Linked DNA regions of Arabidopsis thaliana: regions 2 and 3 are each linked to region 1. A link is a contact called in public capture Hi-C and targeted proximity ligation data. All regions are on one chromosome and are shown on one strand. The core of a region is the stretch at or near the end of the contact, and the rest is flanking DNA. Distances in the headings are between cores, read along the strand shown. Region 1 holds the start of ALATS (Alanyl-tRNA synthetase). Region 2 holds the start of AT1G50120 (immunoglobulin). Region 3 holds the start of AT1G50380 (Prolyl oligopeptidase family protein).

Region 1 (4,061 bases), core at 77-2,576:
TACTTATGCTTTAAAACGATTGTAAATCATGTTTTACCCTTTTATAAGTTTTCAAAATCCCTTGTAAATCATTCAATGCCACTTACTTATGCTTAAAAAACGATTGTAAATCTTGTAAAACTATTGTAAAAAGTTTTAAAATGATTTACAAAGGTTTAAAAAGGGGTTTTAAAGTATTTACCTATGTTTTTAAAGACTTTATAAAGATTTTAAGAGGTTTTAAAATGATTTACAAGGGTTTTTAGCAATTACCAAAGATTTTAAAAAACTTTACAAGGTTTTTTAAAAGAGTTTTTAAAAAATTTACAAGGATTTTTAAAAGCATTTTTTTTGCTGGGAAACAAAATTTACGAGAAAAAATTTTGGCGGGAAATTTATTTTTGGCGGGATTTTTTTTTTTTTGGCGGGAAAAAAAGGTTTGGAGGTGTTCTTCAATGAATAGGGGTGCTTGATGAGGCTTGTATTAAATGGTAGAAGTCCATGGAGAAATCGAAGTGTTCAAAATCGGAGGTGTTCTTCAATGGAAGCTTTACTATGGAAATGTTTTGTTTCGTTAAAGATGAAGAAGAAGAACTTTAAGCGTATATAAGTATCTGTGTTTGTATAGAATGACAGAGAAATCTTTGCAGGTAGAGTGGTCAAATGACCTTTGATTTTTCTCAAATGATAGGGGTTCGAATCCCAGGTCTGTCATTTCTTTTTAAAGAAAAACGAAAACGACGTCGTTTAGAATGGTTAATGGAGGTGTTAACGGGAGTTGAATAATCCGTTAACGACTAATTTTTTTGGCCTGGTCAATAAAATATTCATGGTTTAAATGGTGATCAACGATAACTTCATGTTTAAAATGACCATATATAAAGTTAACGTATAAAACTGTCATAATTTGAAAGTTGAGGTATTAAATAACATTTTTCCCTTTTAATAACTGTAACCAATATGTAACAGAAATCCATCCAACCCAATTTGATCAATAGCGTAAAAACTCATTATTGTTATAAAATTTTAGGTAGTTTACATCAAAATAATATCATTCATTTTTTATACTATAAAAATAGTATTTAGATTAATATTTAACAAGAATAAGAATAATTTTTATATATAGATCATATCAATCCACATAATAAAAAGAGAAAAACTCAAATATGAAAAAAATTCAAGTAACAAAAATATATTAGAATTACATTTGGTTGATTGGAAAAAAAAAAATTACGTGTAAAACTATAGTATTATCTGAGAAACGAATACAAAAATTTGCAACAGTAGCAGCAAAACAAATTCAAAACTTGCGGCAACGACAACAGCAACAACAACAACGAAACAAACAATAACATGCGAGGCAGTCTCACGGCTAGTGGCAGCAAACCCAACAGTTTATCTAAACGAGAACCAAAATTTACTCTCGTTTTTTTTTTAATGTTATCCTTTGATGAACAAAATGTATTTTCCAAATTTTACTTTTTTTATTTTTTAAGTATTATCCCTTAAAATAATATATCTTGCGGAAAAGGAATCGGATTAAATAAATTTTAACGGTAGAAAATAGGATAGGAGGAGAGAGAGAAGGTCTTTTATTGGTTTGAATGAGATTAGTGAAGGCAGCTTCTCTTCTGATTTCTTCAACCAAACCTCCGTCTAGGGTTTTTTACTCTTCCCATCTCCGCCGCCCTTTTTTCTCTCACTTCCGTTTTTCTTCCTCTTCGTCGACGTCTTCCTCCGTCGCAGTCATGCCGGGTTCCGAACCATCGGAGACTCAGTGGCCAGCAAAGAGAGTCCGGGATACTTATGTCGATTTCTTCAGAGGCAAAGGCCACAAGTTCTGGCCATCAAGCCCCGTTGTTCCTCATAATGATCCTACTCTTCTCTTCGCTAACGCTGGTACGATAACTTCGATTCCTCATATCTGTTTTTGCCGATAAGATTGGGAATTTGTCCAAGTTGATCTATGGAATTCAGATTCTATAGAGTTGACTTATTCTGTCTTCTTTTGTCTTTGAAGCTTTGGGACTTATTCAAATTTCTCAATTTCAGTTTTGGTCGAAATTTTCTGATATTGATACTGAGCTATGTAAATTAAGTTCTCTTGATATGTCTGGCGAAAAATAGAATTATTAATGACATTGAAACTTCTCTGTTTTTCAAGGAATGAACCAGTATAAGCCAATATTTTTGGGTACGGCCGATCCAAATACTGAGCTTAGCAAGCTATCTCGGGCATGTAACACCCAAAAGTGTATTCGTGCTGGTGGAAAGCATAATGATTTGGATGATGTCGGCAAAGATACGTACCATCACACCTTCTTTGAAATGCTTGGTAACTGGTCCTTTGGAGATTATTTCAAGAAGGAAGCTATCGAATGGGCTTGGGAGCTCTTAACCAAGGTAATTAAATACCTGGGAAATTTGTCTCTGTTTACTTGATTTAAGAAAAATATACATGGTATTATTCAGTAAACTATTGTCTCCCTCCCTTGGGACGGTATGTCTCAATTTTGTTAAGTGATTCTTCTCTTTTCATTTGGTTGTACATTTCAGTTTTGTAAAGTGATTCTTCTCTTTTCATTTGGTTGTACATTTCAGTTAGATACCTTGTGACAGTATTTCATAATTTTGTAAAGTTACTATTCTCTTTTCGTTGAGGTTGTTTATTTCATTGAGGTTGATACCTCCCTGTTTTCATGCCTCAGGTCTATGGGCTACCGACTGATCGAATCTACGCTACATATTTTGGCGGTGATGAGAAAGCTGGCCTTCAACCTGATAATGAGGCTAGGGATATATGGTTGAAGGTTCTTCCATCTGGACGTGTGCTGCCATTTGGTTGCAAAGTATGTATTGATTATTTAAGATAATAACTTTTAATCTGTTACCTAATTTTTTTGAATCCACTACTCATTGATTTCCTCTCTCCTGAGGTTACTTCACAAGTACTTCAGCTAAGTTGCCTTTGTATTGTCACCATTGTTTCTTGTATATATTGACACATCTGTTTGTCAATGCTAACGACAACCAACTGTAAGCTTGAATGCATTTTGGCTAGGAATACGCTATCATGTTTGGTAGTTGGCAGGCTTTAAAAACCATTGTTTATGATTTACAGTCAAAATCTTGTACAAAATGTAAAACTTAAGGGTTTTTAAATGCTGTTTTTCTTTCATTTAACTTTTGATTAAACTGCAGGACAATTTCTGGGAAATGGGCGACACAGGTCCGTGTGGACCTTGTACTGAAATACATTATGATCGCATTGGTAACCGTGATGCTGCATCCTTAGTTAACAATGACGATCCAACATGTTTAGAAATATGGAATCTTGTCTTTATTCAGGTACAAACCCTCTCTGTCCCAATTGTTATTTAGTTCCATTTTACTAATCTTTATCTCAATATCACAATTGTTTTAATGATTTTGTAGATTGTGTTACTGAAAACTCTATATTGTGCAGTTAGCTAGATTGTTATTGCTCCTTTAGCTGTGCTATCATATTCCCAATTGTTTCCTCTGACTGGGATGTTACTTATGTCTTCAAAATAGTTCAACCGAGAAAGTGATGGCTCGCTAAAACCTCTGCCTGCTAAGCATGTTGATACCGGGATGGGCTTCGAGAGGTTGACTTCTGTTCTTCAAAACAAAATGAGCAACTATGATACAGATGTGTTCATGCCTATCTTTGATGACATCCAAAAGGTAATTTGTGAAAACTTCTGTTGATGGTTTCATGACAGCTGTTTAATGATGGTTTCATTGAGTTATTTTTGTTTGGCCTCCTCTTAGGGACGCATTTGTCACCTTAATTAGTACTATCATCATTTTAGTTCATCAATTTTGAAGTGGATCATGGGTTCTATGCTTTACGTCGAGACTCCGTCAATTGTTTTTGAATATTTCTGGTTTATTGAATTTGGATTTCATGATAAAGGCATTCTACTATGGGTATCCTGGAGATTATTCGTTGTTAGCTGTGTCACTTTTCATGTATTTTTCTTAGTGAGAGGATTGAAAAAATCTTCAAATTGCTCTGTTTACCCTAGTTGTTGCGAATCTTAAGTTTAGGTGTTGAT
Region 2 (4,646 bases), core at 793-3,292, 37 kb after region 1:
AGGCCATAGGAGGTATGTAATTAGACCTTCAGTTATGACATATTACCATGATTAAATCGTAGACCAACTCCAGAATCAAGGCATCCAATTTCAGGGGAACAAGATTATTTTGATGACAGAAAGTATCAAATTATACTTGATTAGAAAGATGTTATAATCAACTGACTGAACTACTAAACTCACTGCAGTGACAAATTGGCCAAAGAAAACTAACTACATGTAACACTGAAAAGTTTTCCAAGAAGATCTAGACTAAGCTACGCTTTAAACCTCATGCTTCAACTTCATAGTTTGCATATAAACCCTGGTGCATCTCCATTGCATCGCCACAGAGAAACAATAAGCTAGATGATCTAAGAATGTTGAATGACTCATACAAAGTTGTGTGATTCTATTATCAATTAGGCATCAAGCAGACTAAAAACCAAGGATACAGCCTGACTTAGCACTATAGTAAGAACCATGAGACGTGTTTCAACACAACAGAGCTACATTGTTTGTGTTTATCCCAGTTTATATATTTTCCACACCGGTGAATAGAAAACAAATTGCGTTCAAGCAACCAAAGTAACCGAAACACAATGTTTTACACATATAACACCTACAGAAAACACGGAAAGTCAAGTAAACTAACCACTTCAATGAAATCTTGTGTTGAGTCTTTGTAAAATTGACTGTTTTCTAATGCCATCCATCTTCCGCATAATGTGCTCTTAATGTAGTAAAGGTAACGTAAAGTAGCACCTTTATAAGAAGGTGGTATAATCTGTGGGAGTATAGCTCGAACCATTACTGTAGATGAAAATTACAAACAAAGAAGCCTGTCAGCTTAAAGGTTGACATTGTAAAGCCTAGCCGTTAGTATATGTGCCGTCGGCATCAAGCAAGTGTACGTTATTATTGTTCTTTGTTCATACAGTATTAGAGAAGGAGTTAGGCAAGATTACATGTCATCTTAGCACCAGGGGATAGGATTTGATTTGAAATCAAAGATGGTGTTGAACTGTCTAGGAAGATGTGTTCACCTGAAAATCTCCAAGAGATATATATATGGTTAACGCACATCAATAGAAAATTACAAGTAGATGGTAAAGTGAGCATGACGTGTTGGAAGAAACATGAAAGGCTGACAGAAGATATATAACAGTTGCAGTAAAAAGCTTGTTAAAATACCTCTTCGTCCTTTGCTTCCTGGTGAAGGTTTTTGAGTAGAAAACCACTGAATGTCCAATTTCTCTAGACCTTTAACCTCAAAACTAAGCTTTTCAACCAAAATGGAGGGATTAGAGGCGTTGTCATGAGAATTAGCAACCTCAATAGTTACAAAAATGGAATCTCCAGGCCTATACACATCTTTATCCGTTTGAACACTTAGAGATGGTTTGATCTTGCTTCCAGAAACACCCACGGAGTCATTGACTTCACTGGAACTGCCGATCCCCAAAAAGGAAAACCTTGATGATAGCATCGCTTCAATGGCTGTGTTTCTTAACCAATACAACAATGCCTTCCATGAATCGCTTCAATGGTGCTAATTACAAGGACGACGAGACTTGGATGGAGTTGAATCATTCAAGGGTTCCAGAGAGAGGACAAACATAAAAAATTGGCAGACAGTAGCTAACGAATGGCAATCAATTACTTCAGATCCAGAGAGAAGACGACGCGAATCGCGCAGATCATAGAACCAATTTGTGAGATTTCGTTCCGAACAAAAGGCAAATGTTTCGTTCACAGAGAGTGAGCTTCTACCTTGGTTCCTTGAGAATGACGAGCAGAAATGTGAAGACGGTGCCGCCGGGAGAAGTCTTCGTGATAAGAGAGCCGAGATCACAAATGAAGAGAATTGAGCAAGGATTCTGGAAGAGAGTTTAGAGGGAGATGAAGAAATTAGGGAGATAAGCAATTTTCTGAGATCCTTGTTTGATGACTTCTATTCTCCTCTGCAGGAGAAGCTTACAATTACTTTAGAAAGCTTAGCTTAACTTAATCTCTACGTCTTATTTCAGCCCAACATGAGCCCAACATTTCTTATATTCTGCAATCATATTTTTGATCCATTTGATTAGTTCGTTTCGAAGTTCTTTAGGATCATACAAATCCTTTCTACATGTATCTAATTCAATAAATCATTGGCTCATCATATTTTTGTACATATGATGATTCGTTAAAAAACACCTAATTTACAAAGAAGTAATTATATTTTCATATTCAATTTTAGCATCTTTTCGACATCTTAAAAATGTGTACTCGGCTAATTAGAAATACTATACAGTAGTAGTTCCTTAAACATTCAATTTAGTGTGTTTTGGATTATGTATCATGGATTTTAAAGTAGGCTAGACTTTTTGTCTTTCTATCTTAAGTATTTACTTGCATTCACTGATTGTCTTTTACATGAACATAAAACTATCTAGGTGTCTTGATTCTTAGCAAAATGTTGTTCCTATTGTCTTTTGCAAAACATTGAAACTGTAATTGAACAATATAGTTTGAAGTTGTCTAATTTTGCGAGTTAGTTTATCTATAATCACACGAAACCAAATCATATAAAATCCATAAAATTTGGTCATTTACATCACGGATTGCTTTGGTAAGAGCTAGTTCATTATTTATGGCCACCTCTTCTGAATCAGTAACAAATGCAAAACTAGGCAACAATACTCCTTAGGATTCTATCAAGATTACTCAAAACGATTTTTTGCTCATGAGTAGTCCATGGAAGACAAATCATATCAGTTACGAAGCTTGTTTAGAATCTAAAACAAACAAAAAAAAAAATGATAAAGGGAAAGCAAAACATATTTATCGTGGTAGCAAACATGTTGTTGACTTGAGCTTTGTTGGCATAAATGTGACTGTAGTAAAAAAGCGAATCAACTGGAACTAAATCTCTGAACTTTGTCGTCGGATTAATTGGTGAACCATTGAATTTAACAAAGTGAGTGATTGCCCAACAATTCATTGCAACTTGAATCTTACTCCATTTTCACCCGATAAATTTTGTAACTTCTTTTTTATATTTTAATTTTTAGTAATAGATATATTTTATTATTAAAAATGAAATAAAAACTAAAAATTTATCATTTTGGAAAAAAATAGTCCGGTTGTAAAGGTTCTGATTATCCTGATTATAAAGAAAAAAAAAATAGTACAATGTATCGGTATCAATAATATGTAAATGTTTTCGGTACTATGAAACTGCATTGCACTATATGGTTTACTCTCCATTCGGAGTCTCGGTGCAATGTATTGGTACTAATGAATTAAAGACACCTTTTCTCAACAAAGAACGGCCACTTTAGCTTAATAAAAAAAGTCTTTAGCCATCCCATCAACCTTCGTATAAAAAGAAAAATAGTTGAAGATTCTACAATTTATTAGTATATTCCCATCAACAAATTCTTTAAAAGAAAAAAGTGGAGAAGGAATCAAAAGGGTTTGTTTGTTGTCAGTCACACTATAAAAAGACGCTCCTGAAACCACGTGACCACTACACGCCTCTCTTCTTCTGCTTCACTTCACTACTGCTTTCTCTATTTCTCCATAGATGGCTCCTTCTTCATCACCTCTTCGTACTACAAGGTATAAAAAGGTCTCATCTTTTTATGATAAATGAGAAGAAAAAAAAAAGGACAGATTTATAGTTATTAGAATCCCCTGATCTGGGGTTATCTCGTGTTTGTTCATTTAAATTCATTTTACTCATTTTCTGTTTTCTTTTGGTGGGCATGCATTGAAATCAAATCAGTGAAACAGATGAAAAATATGCGAATGTCAAATGGGAAGAGCTTGGATTCGCTCTGACTCCAATAGATTATATGTATGTAGCCAAATGCAGACAAGGAGAGAGCTTTACACAAGGGAAGATTGTTCCTTATGGCGACATTTCAATTAGCCCTTGTTCTCCGATTCTCAATTACGGCCAGGTAGGTTTTGAGGACCATTATGGCTCTTACTTCATCAAATTAGTGCTAATTTGCTTTCTCTGGTTGTATAAGCCTTACCAAATCTCACTGATTGTAGGAACTTCGGTATTTATCAGAAACATTATTAAGAAATTTGAAGCCTTTAATCAATGATTGTTTGAATTGACTGTAAAAGTCAGCAACTTTAGCGTCTATACCTTTTGATATTGGTTTGGCTTTGTAGGGACTATTTGAAGGTCTCAAAGCTTACAGAACAGAAGACGACCGGATTAGGATTTTCCGGCCTGACCAAAACGCTCTTCGCATGCAAACTGGTGCGGAGAGGCTTTGTATGACACCTCCTACTCTAGAACAATTTGTCGAGGCAGTTAAGCAAACTGTGCTTGCCAACAAGAAATGGGTATGGACTATTGGACCATTGTACCTCTAGTTCCTTCTGATGTGGTTCTCTATCGTAGGTTACTCTCATCTTTAGTAGTTGCTGCTAAAGAGTAGTGTAATGGTTTTTCGGTTTTAGGTTCCTCCTCCGGGTAAAGGAACTCTGTATATAAGGCCTCTGCTACTAGGGAGTGGTGCTACCCTTGGAGTAGCTCCAGCACCTGAATACACTTTTCTCATATATGCATCTCCCGTAGGAGATTACCATAAGGTGATTTTGTATGTTTTTGTTTCATATACTCTGCCTTAAGACTCTTTAAAGTTGAGACAGCTAATTGG
Region 3 (4,151 bases), core at 578-3,077, 64 kb before region 1:
CATTATAAAACTAATCTAGCAACTGGAAAACAACCCAGCATGCATGTCGTCTAAGCCGAAGGATATACATGATATTAAAATTAGTTATACTTCATTTGGATTTTGGATAGGCCACAATGGCAACCAGATTCTAACAAAAAAAGTTTACCTTTCTCTATGTGGAAGCAGAACAGTTGTCTTTGATGTGTCATCAACTGGACAGGCGATCAGTTCTGAGTTGTAAAATTCAGTGCTCCTTCTCTGGATGAAAAAGTGGTTCCCACGATGACTGACAGATGAATCAATTCCATCTACACGAGGTGTCAACACCCTGAGTCCATCCTGAGTCTTGGACACATCAAGCGAGAAGACAAATCTTGTAGTTTTGCTTTCAGATGCAACAAATAAATACTTATGGCTCTCAGAAGCGTGGAGTTCAAGAGAAAACATATCATCCTTCTCATGGTAAAGGCATACATCACTGCTCTGCTCTGTCCCTAATTTATGTAACCAAACCTGTTACAAAGAATATATGAAGATCAGAACATGAAAGCCAAAAATATTGACGTATCTCATAATAAGTACAGTCAAATTTGGTAAGAAAATATGGCATCTATGAGGTGTATAATGTCAACAATTGATCGAAACGGTAAAATCTATATTCATGCAAAAGTTAATCCCTTCCTCCAGTACTATACACTAAGACAGTAGGGTGGGAAAAGATTGAAGGTAAACCTTATCAGGTCGCAGGATTTCGTCCATTGTTATGTAGAGCAAAGCATCATTACCAGCCCATTCAAGATAAGAAGTAAGTCCTTTAAGCTGTTGCCCCACTGGTTTTAGGGCTTCAGAGTCGATGACATTCACTGTATATATCTCATCACCTTTTGTGTCCTCTGCATATGCCACCAATTTATGATCGGGACTCGCCTATAAAAAGAATCAAGAAAATGAAACATCAAGTTAGTAAAGAGCAAGTTTGAAAAGGATATCTCTTAGGACGATTTTTAAAGTCTATTTTCTAGTCAAACCTTGAAGGCCCCAATTCTGTAGTAGTCATGCTCTTGAGCCTTGGTATTCTCATCCAATATCACATGCTCAGGAGGAGCATCTGGACCAGTTGGCATAGTATCATAGACAGAAGGCTCAGCTTTGTTGTCAGTGATCAAACGTCTACAGTGCTGAATATATTCCTTTCCTTGAAGATTTTTCTCATAATAATAGTAAGGACCCTTGCGTAGAGGTGCAGATATATCATCTTCTTTGATCCTCCCTCTTATTTCAGCAAACAGCTGATTCTCAAATTGCTTGGTCCCTGAATTTTTATTTTCCAGTCTAATTTATCACAAGCTTGCATAATCAACAAGTCACTAATACTCCAAATTGAAAACAAGGAAAGCTAAAAACCCTAATCCCCTAAGTATCACAACGTCACTGACAGAGGCAACTTGAAAAGACTCACCAGACATGACGAAATCAGTGTAGTGATTTTCTTCACGAAGATAAGAAAGCATGTCGGGATTGGTGCGAGAATCGTCACGGAGCCAGTAGTAATTGTCAACCCTAACGTCACCGAACATCTCCATCACATGCTCCACCTTCTTCGCTACAGGAGGGGATCTCGATTCCGCCATGTCTCTCGGTGATGTCAACCGCACTGACGCAGCTCCGGTTTCAGAGGAAGAGGAAAAAGAAGAAGACAGCCGTAGAATAGAGCGGCGGCGAGGAACAAGAGGAACGAGGCAAGAGAGAGGAGTATCGAAGTGGAGAAGACGACTACGAGTCGCGAGAAAGTGAGTGCCGAGAGATACGAGTCCACGCCTTATTATCATATTACGTGTCCGTTTTAGTTGCCTAGAGACTCGCGACCAGTTTGTTAATAGAGGACAGGTCATATCCGGTTTGGATAAACCGGCCTATCTATGATTCCGGTTACAAAATTATTAACTCTTTCGTGAATTTTTGCTAGGATTATTGAACAAAACCAAATAATTAGATTAGAAACAAATTACTGTTGAATGTTGATTAATGGTCTTCTATGTTCTTGTAGTGGACTATTTTTGAGCTTGATGAATTTTATAAGCCTGAGATTAACCCAGAACCTAATCAAACCGTGCTAAACTGCAAATAAGCTGAGATGATAAAAATTGGTCTTGCTTACAGAACAAAGATGAAACAAAACAAGAAAGAAAGCACGTATAATAATAACATCCAGAAGAGGTTCAGGTTAAAGTGCATCAAAACCACTAAAATTACCAAAGTGACATTCACTTTCACAAGAAAATGTTTCCAAAATGGAAAAAGGAAAAAAAAAACAATGGAAGTGTAAACAACATCAGAAGATATACCTTGAAAGAACATAAGCCAATGGCAATCATGATAATGGCTAACTTGATAAGAGCAATACGAGACTAATAATGATGTAGGATCATCATCATGAATCACAGGAAATAAGGAACACCTGTCCTTGGCCCTCTCATTTGATTGTTCTCTTCTGTCTCCGTGAAGAACTTCACTTCCCTTTCCTGGTAATTAAGCATATTTTAACAAATCATTACTGTCAGTGAGGACCAGATCCTAAACACTTCCCAGAAACAGGTCTATATATGAAAAGTAACACACAGAGCACAATCAATATGGACAGACTGATTCCACGCGAACTGTGAATTGTTACTAAATAAATGGCTTAAACATCATAACTCTATCTCACAAGAGTCACTCATGTGTATATGTTTGGGTCGAGAGACAAGTATCAAAGGCAGTAACTTATTTAATCAAAAAGGAAAAGTAGAATCCGAAGACGAGTGCATAAAAGTAAGAAGAACATGAAACAAGATATTGTGGCAGATCAGTAACAAAAGAGAAAACAAATGCCTCACCATGTTGTCATTGAAACTCAATATAGAAGCCACATTCCCACAACGGTAGCAGTAATTAGGCGCAGACCACACCTTTACAAAAAAAATAAAGAGAAGAAACATCACCAAGCAGATTATACTTCCAACTATCCAAAATGATCATAAGGAAGCAAGGCACTTACAGTTACAAGACCTTTATCTTGGAACATGTACTTGAGACCTTCTTGTACAAGCTGGTGAGCGCGACATACTAGATCAAGATTGTTAATATGGTTAAACTGCACAAGAAGCAAAACCACAGATCAGGGAACTGAAATACATTTATTTCTTTTCACACCTTATTCAAATTTCAACCCCAGAAAAAAATATAAATACCTCAGTGGTAACCCTGGACCCGAAAAGCCAACCAGCTCCACGTGGACTGACAGCCCATGTTTCAATATCTTCAGGATCACTCCACATAAGATCACAGAAGGGTCCTTCATGCGGTATTTCGCAATTCCGCTCAATCAATCTTATCTAGAGAACAAAATAACATCTAAATGAGTAAATGAGATTTAATCTAATCATAAATAACACTTGCATGGTGAAAACCAAAAGTAATTTAAAATAGCACATTTTAACCTGGTCAATTGTCCGTACATCAGGTGAAAGGCCACCATGAACACATAGAACCTACATTGAGGATGCAATACGTTTTAATATGGTATACAGCTAACTTATGCATTCATAAAATTATACAAGAACACATCATAACACAATGCCAAAGAAGCTGAGAAATACTTACAGTGCCATCTATAATAGCTGAAAGTGTAAGATAGTCAAAAACATCCGTGCAATATCTCCAAGCATTAGCATTACCATACTTCCTTTGGCATTCGTCATAGAAACCATACACCTAGCAAATATAAAATTGGTACGACAATTTAAGAAAACTATAAAAATGAACCTGCAGGGCACAAAATATCACTACAATCTTCGTCCTTGACAGTGGATGTTAAAAGATATAGGATATGGTGTAGGATAGAGATAAATCAAGAGCTTCCGAGAAGAAAACTTATGGTTGCAAAGGGTTCACATAAAATGCATCTTAGTTAACATCTATGCCTATATCTAGCATGGCATTGCCACATGTACAAAATAAACTTTCAAAACTAGTTATAACAATTGAGCGAAAATTACTTCTCAACCAGTAACTGCGTGAAGAGCACAGCAAGTCAGCAACAATAGATATAAATGGATTAGAATAATGCATACCTGAGTTAGCTGTCTACTTTCATGATTTCCACGCAAAAGAGTGATATTGGCTGGATG

Evidence for each region. Capture Hi-C pulls out chosen DNA fragments and counts their contacts.
Region 2: a contact with region 1 is called in a targeted proximity ligation map of shoot, with 10 read pairs. A contact is called at or near these places in 2 of 26 Hi-C or Micro-C datasets (root and vegetative nucleus) and 1 of 2 datasets of targeted methods (shoot).
Region 3: a capture Hi-C map of seedling shows a contact between it and region 1, with 2.0 times the contacts expected there. A contact is called at or near these places in 2 of 26 Hi-C or Micro-C datasets (root and vegetative nucleus) and 1 of 3 other capture datasets (seedling).

Annotation. Positions count from the first base shown.
Region 1 is chr1:18,595,834-18,599,894 of TAIR10.1, reverse strand. It overlaps ALATS (Alanyl-tRNA synthetase), which reads left to right and starts at 1,326. Exons shown (of 23, transcript NM_103905.4): 1 at 1,326-1,878; 2 at 2,144-2,382; 3 at 2,688-2,828; 4 at 3,181-3,327; 5 at 3,535-3,687. The coding sequence starts at 1,584.
Region 2 is chr1:18,559,124-18,563,769 of TAIR10.1, reverse strand. AT1G50120 (immunoglobulin) reads right to left here and starts at 2,042. Exons shown (of 12, transcript NM_103898.5): 1 at 1,174-2,042; 2 at 948-1,025; 3 at 635-792. The coding sequence starts at 1,468. It overlaps AT1G50110 (D-aminoacid aminotransferase-like PLP-dependent enzymes superfamily protein), which reads left to right and starts at 3,379. Exons shown (of 9, transcript NM_103897.4): 1 at 3,379-3,585; 2 at 3,752-3,929; 3 at 4,153-4,329; 4 at 4,447-4,578. The coding sequence starts at 3,551.
Region 3 is chr1:18,659,942-18,664,092 of TAIR10.1, reverse strand. It overlaps AT1G50380 (Prolyl oligopeptidase family protein), which reads right to left and starts at 1,827. Exons shown (of 11, transcript NM_001333432.1): 1 at 1,442-1,827; 2 at 1,011-1,294; 3 at 715-909; 4 at 149-495. The coding sequence starts at 1,811. It overlaps FYPP1 (Calcineurin-like metallo-phosphoesterase superfamily protein), which reads right to left. Exons shown (of 10, transcript NM_103920.4): 4 at 4,095-4,151; 5 at 3,625-3,735; 6 at 3,462-3,512; 7 at 3,213-3,356; 8 at 3,020-3,115; 9 at 2,859-2,930; 10 at 2,041-2,504. The coding sequence ends at 2,421.